Regions from separate parts of the Mus musculus genome. Here region 1 is linked to region 2. Evidence: chromatin contacts called from public Hi-C data. All regions are on one chromosome and are shown on one strand. Each heading gives the region's core, a stretch centred on a gene start, on an enhancer-like site or on the middle of the called end of the contact. The rest is flanking DNA. Distances are from core to core; before and after follow the strand shown.

The links. Hi-C and Micro-C count contacts between places; a contact is called where the count stands out from the background.
Region 1: a contact with region 2 is called in a Hi-C map of uterus, with 6 times the contacts expected there. The contact joins two enhancer-like sites. A contact is called at or near these places in 2 of 484 Hi-C or Micro-C datasets (adipose-derived mesenchymal stem cells and uterus), 3 of 115 datasets of contacts at active chromatin or transcription factors (astrocytes, fibro-adipogenic progenitors and large pre-B cells) and 1 of 9 other capture datasets (embryonic stem cells).

Annotation. Positions count from the first base shown.
Region 1 is chr5:21,498,889-21,501,588 of GRCm38.p6, forward strand. Fbxl13 (F-box and leucine-rich repeat protein 13) reads right to left here. Exons shown (of 21, transcript NM_001199632.1): 18 at 1,592-1,675. Among named protein-coding and RNA genes, the nearest start is that of Lrrc17, 43 kb to the right of the region's middle. Within about 2 kb of position 1,438, at least 38 of the 459 cell types and tissues checked have an H3K27ac peak or open chromatin away from gene starts, as enhancers often do. A contact at or near this core is called in uterus, where this site is marked.
Region 2 is chr5:21,268,697-21,271,605 of GRCm38.p6, forward strand. Gsap (gamma-secretase activating protein) reads left to right here. Exons shown (of 31, transcript NM_175437.3): 20 at 1,206-1,334; 21 at 1,860-1,918; 22 at 2,521-2,552. Among named protein-coding and RNA genes, the nearest start is that of Gsap, 84 kb to the left of the region's middle. Within about 2 kb of position 1,590, at least 44 of the 459 cell types and tissues checked have an H3K27ac peak or open chromatin away from gene starts, as enhancers often do. A contact at or near this core is called in uterus, where this site is marked.

The DNA of each region.
Region 1 (2,700 bases), core at 188-2,687, 230 kb after region 2:
CAACTTTTACTTATAGGAATCTTTTGGCTTCTTTTCATAGCAAGTTCCATGTACCTAAGCATTTGTGATCCCTTTTATTATCAGTTGTAACCTCTCAGCCATTAGTTCTCTCAGCTGTAAAATCAGAAGAGTGCTTCAGCTGTCCCTGAGCTTCCGTCAGCCCCAGACATGCTATGCTAAGGTCTCAGCATGGGCTGACCGATGCAGCTCTTCAGTCTGTGCCGTACTCCAGCACTGCTCGAGTCATCATGGAAAGCGTCATCCGGTTTGTCCTGCTCAGAAACATTCCCACACTCCGCAGACTTCTCAGCTAACGCTTGTGGTACCCATCGCTTGAGCAATTAGCTTTTTATTCCCTGTAAGAAAGTGTCGCGCCTTTCTTCCCTTCAGTGGTTCCCTTTCTTCCTACTTAGCCTAATGCTTTCCTAGTTTGGGAATCTTTTAGCTCCCAACACATTTTTATGCGATGCTTCCAATGGGTTAACAGTTTCTCATGCGTAATTTTCATTTCTTCCTTGTCCAATGCACAACACACACTTTTGGGTAGTGTTCTGTCTGTCTGTCTGTCTGTCTGTCTCTCTCTCTCTCTCTCTCTCTCTCTTGCATGTGCATGTTCTTGCTCTCTTGCTCTCTGCCTGTCTTTGTCTGTCTCCTCCCCACACACACTCATTTAGATGCTTAAGATGCTAAAACATTTCCTTGGCTTATGTGGAGTGTGCAAGGGCTGCATGTTTCTCGGGCCACGCCTAGGGACCCTTCCCCTTCGCATGAACTCTTCCAGCACAGAGCAATCCATCTTACTCCATCACTTACTTCATGCTGTCCATTCCATCGACATACATTACAAACTATGTTTACATAACTCGACCTCCAAACTGCTAGATATCTGTATAGTGTCTAAACTCCCACAGTTTTCATGGTTAGATTATATATTTTAATATTCTCTCTTATAGAATATTTTCACAATTTGCAAGGACTCTGAGCCACATAGACGTTCCTCACTCTCCAAGTAAATGCATCTATGTACCCTATGAGTTTTACACAGAGACAGGAGAGAGTAGATGGGGAAGAAATGAGGCCACAAAGCTTCCTTGCCACCTCAGGCTACAGAGGCCTTGCTGAGAACCAGTGGAACACACTAGCCACCTTTGTGTTCCAGTGAATAAAAACACCCAACAAAAGCCGCCAAGGGAGGCTGGCCAGTGCTGGCCATGGTTTCAGAGAAACATCAGTCCATGGTGGTGGGGAAAGTATGGCAGCAGTCCTCGTGGCCACGGCATGGCAGAGAGCTCTTTTCTCACATGGAGCAGAGACAGGCCAGACCCAGGGCTAGCTCTAGCCTTCCAGAGCTGGTGAAGCTGTCTACTTTGCCACCCAGGCTGCACCTCCTAAAGGCTTCATAGCCTTTTAAGGGCTGAGTGAGCAACGTTTTAGCTTCAAACCATGACGACCGGAGTTGACTGTGCGTGAGTCCCCGTCCCGTGTGTGAGTCAGCTCCTGTTGCCCTTTTCTATTGGGACTTATAATGTTTATTCAATTGGAGCTTAATTTTTAATCTTAACCCTTCGGCAGAAAACCCTATTCATCTTACCCGAATTCCAAAGTCAGTGATGTTGACACAGTCAGACACAGAAACTTCCCTCAGTTTTCTGTGTCTGGAAAGTATGGTCATGCCCTGAAAATATAAAGATCATTTTGTAAGTACAATTTAGTATGGGATGTAGCCAAGAGCCATTTTTACAAACTAATAACATAGAAGAGTGATCATTGATAAAGGCTAAATAAAGGTACATTGTGGGTCCCACCTCTTTGTATCTAACAAACTGTGGGCTTACTTTGGTAAGAAAATTATTAGTCTTAGTTACGACTAAACCATTAAATAAAAATTTCAGTTGTCTCTAATACTTTGGTTAAAAAATGCTACAGAGTTCCAGAGCTAGAAAACTCCTAAGACATCACTTGTTTCTATCAGTGTTCAGATAAATGCTATTCGAACCAAGTGATCTGACTTCACTTGAAAGCACTTTATACAGCTAGGGAATTTGTCAGTAGGTTCTTATTCATTCCTAACAATCACAACAACAAAGCCCCTCAAAATCTTTAGTTCATTTCATAAGCTTAATTTCTGAAAGAGAAAGGAAACAGATCTTTATTAAAAGATCTAGAGGCATAAGCAACCACCAATAGCCTACTTTCTTTCCAGGTTTAAAGATGAAATAGCAGATTGCATCGCCGAGCCCTTCTGTTGCTGTGCACAGACTGTGCTATGCTGAGTCTAGGCAGTTTCCCCAAGAACTGACTGGCAAAACCTTCTGATAAACACTGATGAATTGATAAACTGGGTTACAGATGCCACCCACCTGTGTGTGTGTGTGTGTGTGTGTGTGTGTGTGTGTGTGTGTGTGTGTGCACATGTGTGTGTACCTGTGTGCACACACCTGCATGCTAGCTTGTGCTGAGGATGAACCCGGGACCTCAGGCATCGGCAGCTTCTCTGCTAAGACACAGCCTCAGCCTCTTTGCTCTTGTTTTGTATAAAGATTATTTCAGGACTCCGTCAGGTTGACACAAGCAGGATTTATTGCCAATTCGGTGACTCCAAGGCCCACCGATGGAGCAGAGTCAGAAACAGCCAGGGGTCTGTGCTTCTTGTGTTTATGCTTAAGTGCAATGTTTGAGCCATAACAGGAAATGGCTTAT
Region 2 (2,909 bases), core at 340-2,839:
AGACATCACCATGATGGCACTCACCAGACCCCCATAGCTACAGACATCACCATGATGGCACTCACCAGACCCCCATATCTACAGACATCACCATGATAGCGCTCACCAGACCCCCATATCTACAGACATCACCATGATGGCGCTCACCAGACCCGCATATCTACAGACATCACCATGATGGCACTCACCAGACCCCCATAGCTACAGACATCACCATGATGGCACTCACCAGACTCCCATATCTATAGACATCACCATGATGGCACTCACCAGACCCACATATCTACAGACATCACCATGATGGCACTCACCAGACCCCCATAGCTACAGACATCATCATGATGGCACTCACCAGACCCCCATATCTACAGACATCACCATGATGGCACTCACCAGACCCCCATATCTACAGACATCACCATGATGGCACTCACCAGACCCCCATATCTACAGACATCACCATGATGGCACTCACCAGATTCCCATAGCTACAGACATCACCATGATGGCACTCACCAGACCCGCATATCTACAGACATCACCATGATGGCACTCACCAGACCCGCATATCTACAGACATCACCATGATGGCACTCACCAGACTCCCATAGCTACAGACATCATCATGATATCCTTCAACATTAAATATACAGTAGTATAGAGTTTTATTATTTCAAAAGTGGTTATATTCTTCAGTCACTAATAATTCAAAGATTTAAAAGCCAACTAATTCTGTTTTTTGAGAGAATTTAACAATTATTGTGAAATGAGTTTATGTTATCATTTTGATTCCTGGGTTTTGGAAGTGAATAAGCCTAGAAGGGAAGCCAGCCTGTTCCAGTTGTTCTGAGTTACAAGTACATTTCTGACGGGACACAGTGTGGTGACACCACCCAGGCCAGGAGAATCGCTCTCCAGGGAGGAAATGGCTTCCTGCTGAGCCAACCAACTTGGAAGTCCTTAGTTTTGGGAAGTGAATTGTAGTTCTCTCTATTGTAAATGGGAAGAGAAAAGAGGAGAGGCTAGGCTCTCAATTTGCAACTTCTCGTGGGTGTCCCTGTTCTGTGAAAGATGGAGTTGCTCGGAAATGCCAACACCCAAGAGGCATGGAGTGAGGCATGTGGTCCCTGCTGCAGGACGGCAGACAGTGCCTGCTGTTCAAGTTAATGCTTTTTTTTTTTTTTTTTTTTTTTTTTTGTCTCCAGGTCTACGGCTTGAAGGGGTACTGGGCAAAGCTGAACTCCAACCTTGAGTACATTAAGTATACAAAACCTCACTTGCACTATCACAACAGCGTCGTGAGGAGGGAATGGCATAACCTGATCTCTGAAGAGGTGAGCACACAGCTAGCAGTGGAGGCTGGCCCATGGTGGCCACGCAGTCCTCTGTCACCACCCGCATCACCTCACTGACAACCCAGTGGGCAGGGAGGACTGCTCTATACTGTTTGTTCTTAGAGGAGGAAATTGGAGTAGGGGGAGGAAGGCAAATGTGGCTCATTTATAGTCGAAGAGCAATGAGTGTACACTGTAGTACGTAAATCTACACACATGGCAGAGTGGCATAGAACTAGACACATACTGTGCATATCCACTTCCTGATTTTGATATTGTAGTGCAGCTATATCAGATAGAAGCATTAATGGAGAGAGGATGAAGGGTCCAAGGGACCCCTGTACTACTGTTGCATAGAGTTCTTTGAGAATAAAGTTTAATTTAAAAAAATGTGCTCTCCTTAACATGGAAAATGATATTATTTTTAAACCCTTTAATAGATTGCTATTTGTTCTTGCTGTTAATAAAAAAAAGCTATCCAGGAAAATCTCACCTTCCATTATCCTGACGTGTTCTCACCCCTAGAGAACGGGCAAAAGGAGATCCACAATGTACGTGAGGAACATTCTTGAAAACGCAATGAAGTAAGTATGATCTGGCTATCATGGACCTGGCTGGCTGCCTGTGTGGTCAACTCTCAAGGAACTGCTGTCCTTGGCTTCCTGTAGACCACTGGGTGCTGGAGTGTCTAGAGGGAGACACTTCTATAGGCACACACCCTATAGAGGACCACTTATGATGGATAATGGTAAAGTCGGCTTTTATAAGTGAGTACTGGCAATGAAAGACATAGTAGTTTGATTTGCTTTAATTGTTGGTGGGCTGGGTTGGTGGAACTTGCTCTTATTTTGAAAGCATATTCTCTGGGTAGATGAGTCATCTCAGAGAACTAAAAGTGCAGGCCTCAGTCCGGCCTCTGTTCTGTTTTTAGCCTTCGTTATTTCCAATAACTGACAGCTGCAATTTTTCTAAATAATTGCTGTTGTTGGCTCTAAAGGGCTTTGAGATTCGTAATTGCTTAATGTTCCTTTCAGTACACTGATTAAAGTTTTTGAGTTTTCAGGTAGCCAGAGAATGGTTTCTGCATGGTTTTTGGGGCTTTAGAGGGGAAACATCTGCATGGTGCTGTGGCTTGAAGTTTTTAAAGTGATGCTTCTGTTGGAGATAACACAGAATTTCTTTGCAGGGTGATTGCTAGCATGGAAACGAGGACACTGGGTAAGAAAAGACCTGTGTTAAAGTCGGATCTCGGTCGCAACCTTGTTCTTCCTAACCAATGGGTTGGCAAGAAAATCATTCCCAGCAGTACAGTGGAGAGTAGTGGATGGCAACAGCTCTTAGTTCACCCTGTCAGGACGACCACATAGCTCTGTTACTGTCTGTCTTAGCACTGGGACCTCCAGGGTCAGCAGCCAAGTATGTTTTTGCTGAAGGAGTCTCTGGGTCTTCTCCTCTCACAGCTGATCTAATTAGCATGGCTGCTGGCTGTACCCACAGGGTATACTTGGCAGGAGCTGCTTTCTCTCCAGCTGTGCTCACACAAGTCTCTGATGGGCCTTCTATTTAGTTCCCATC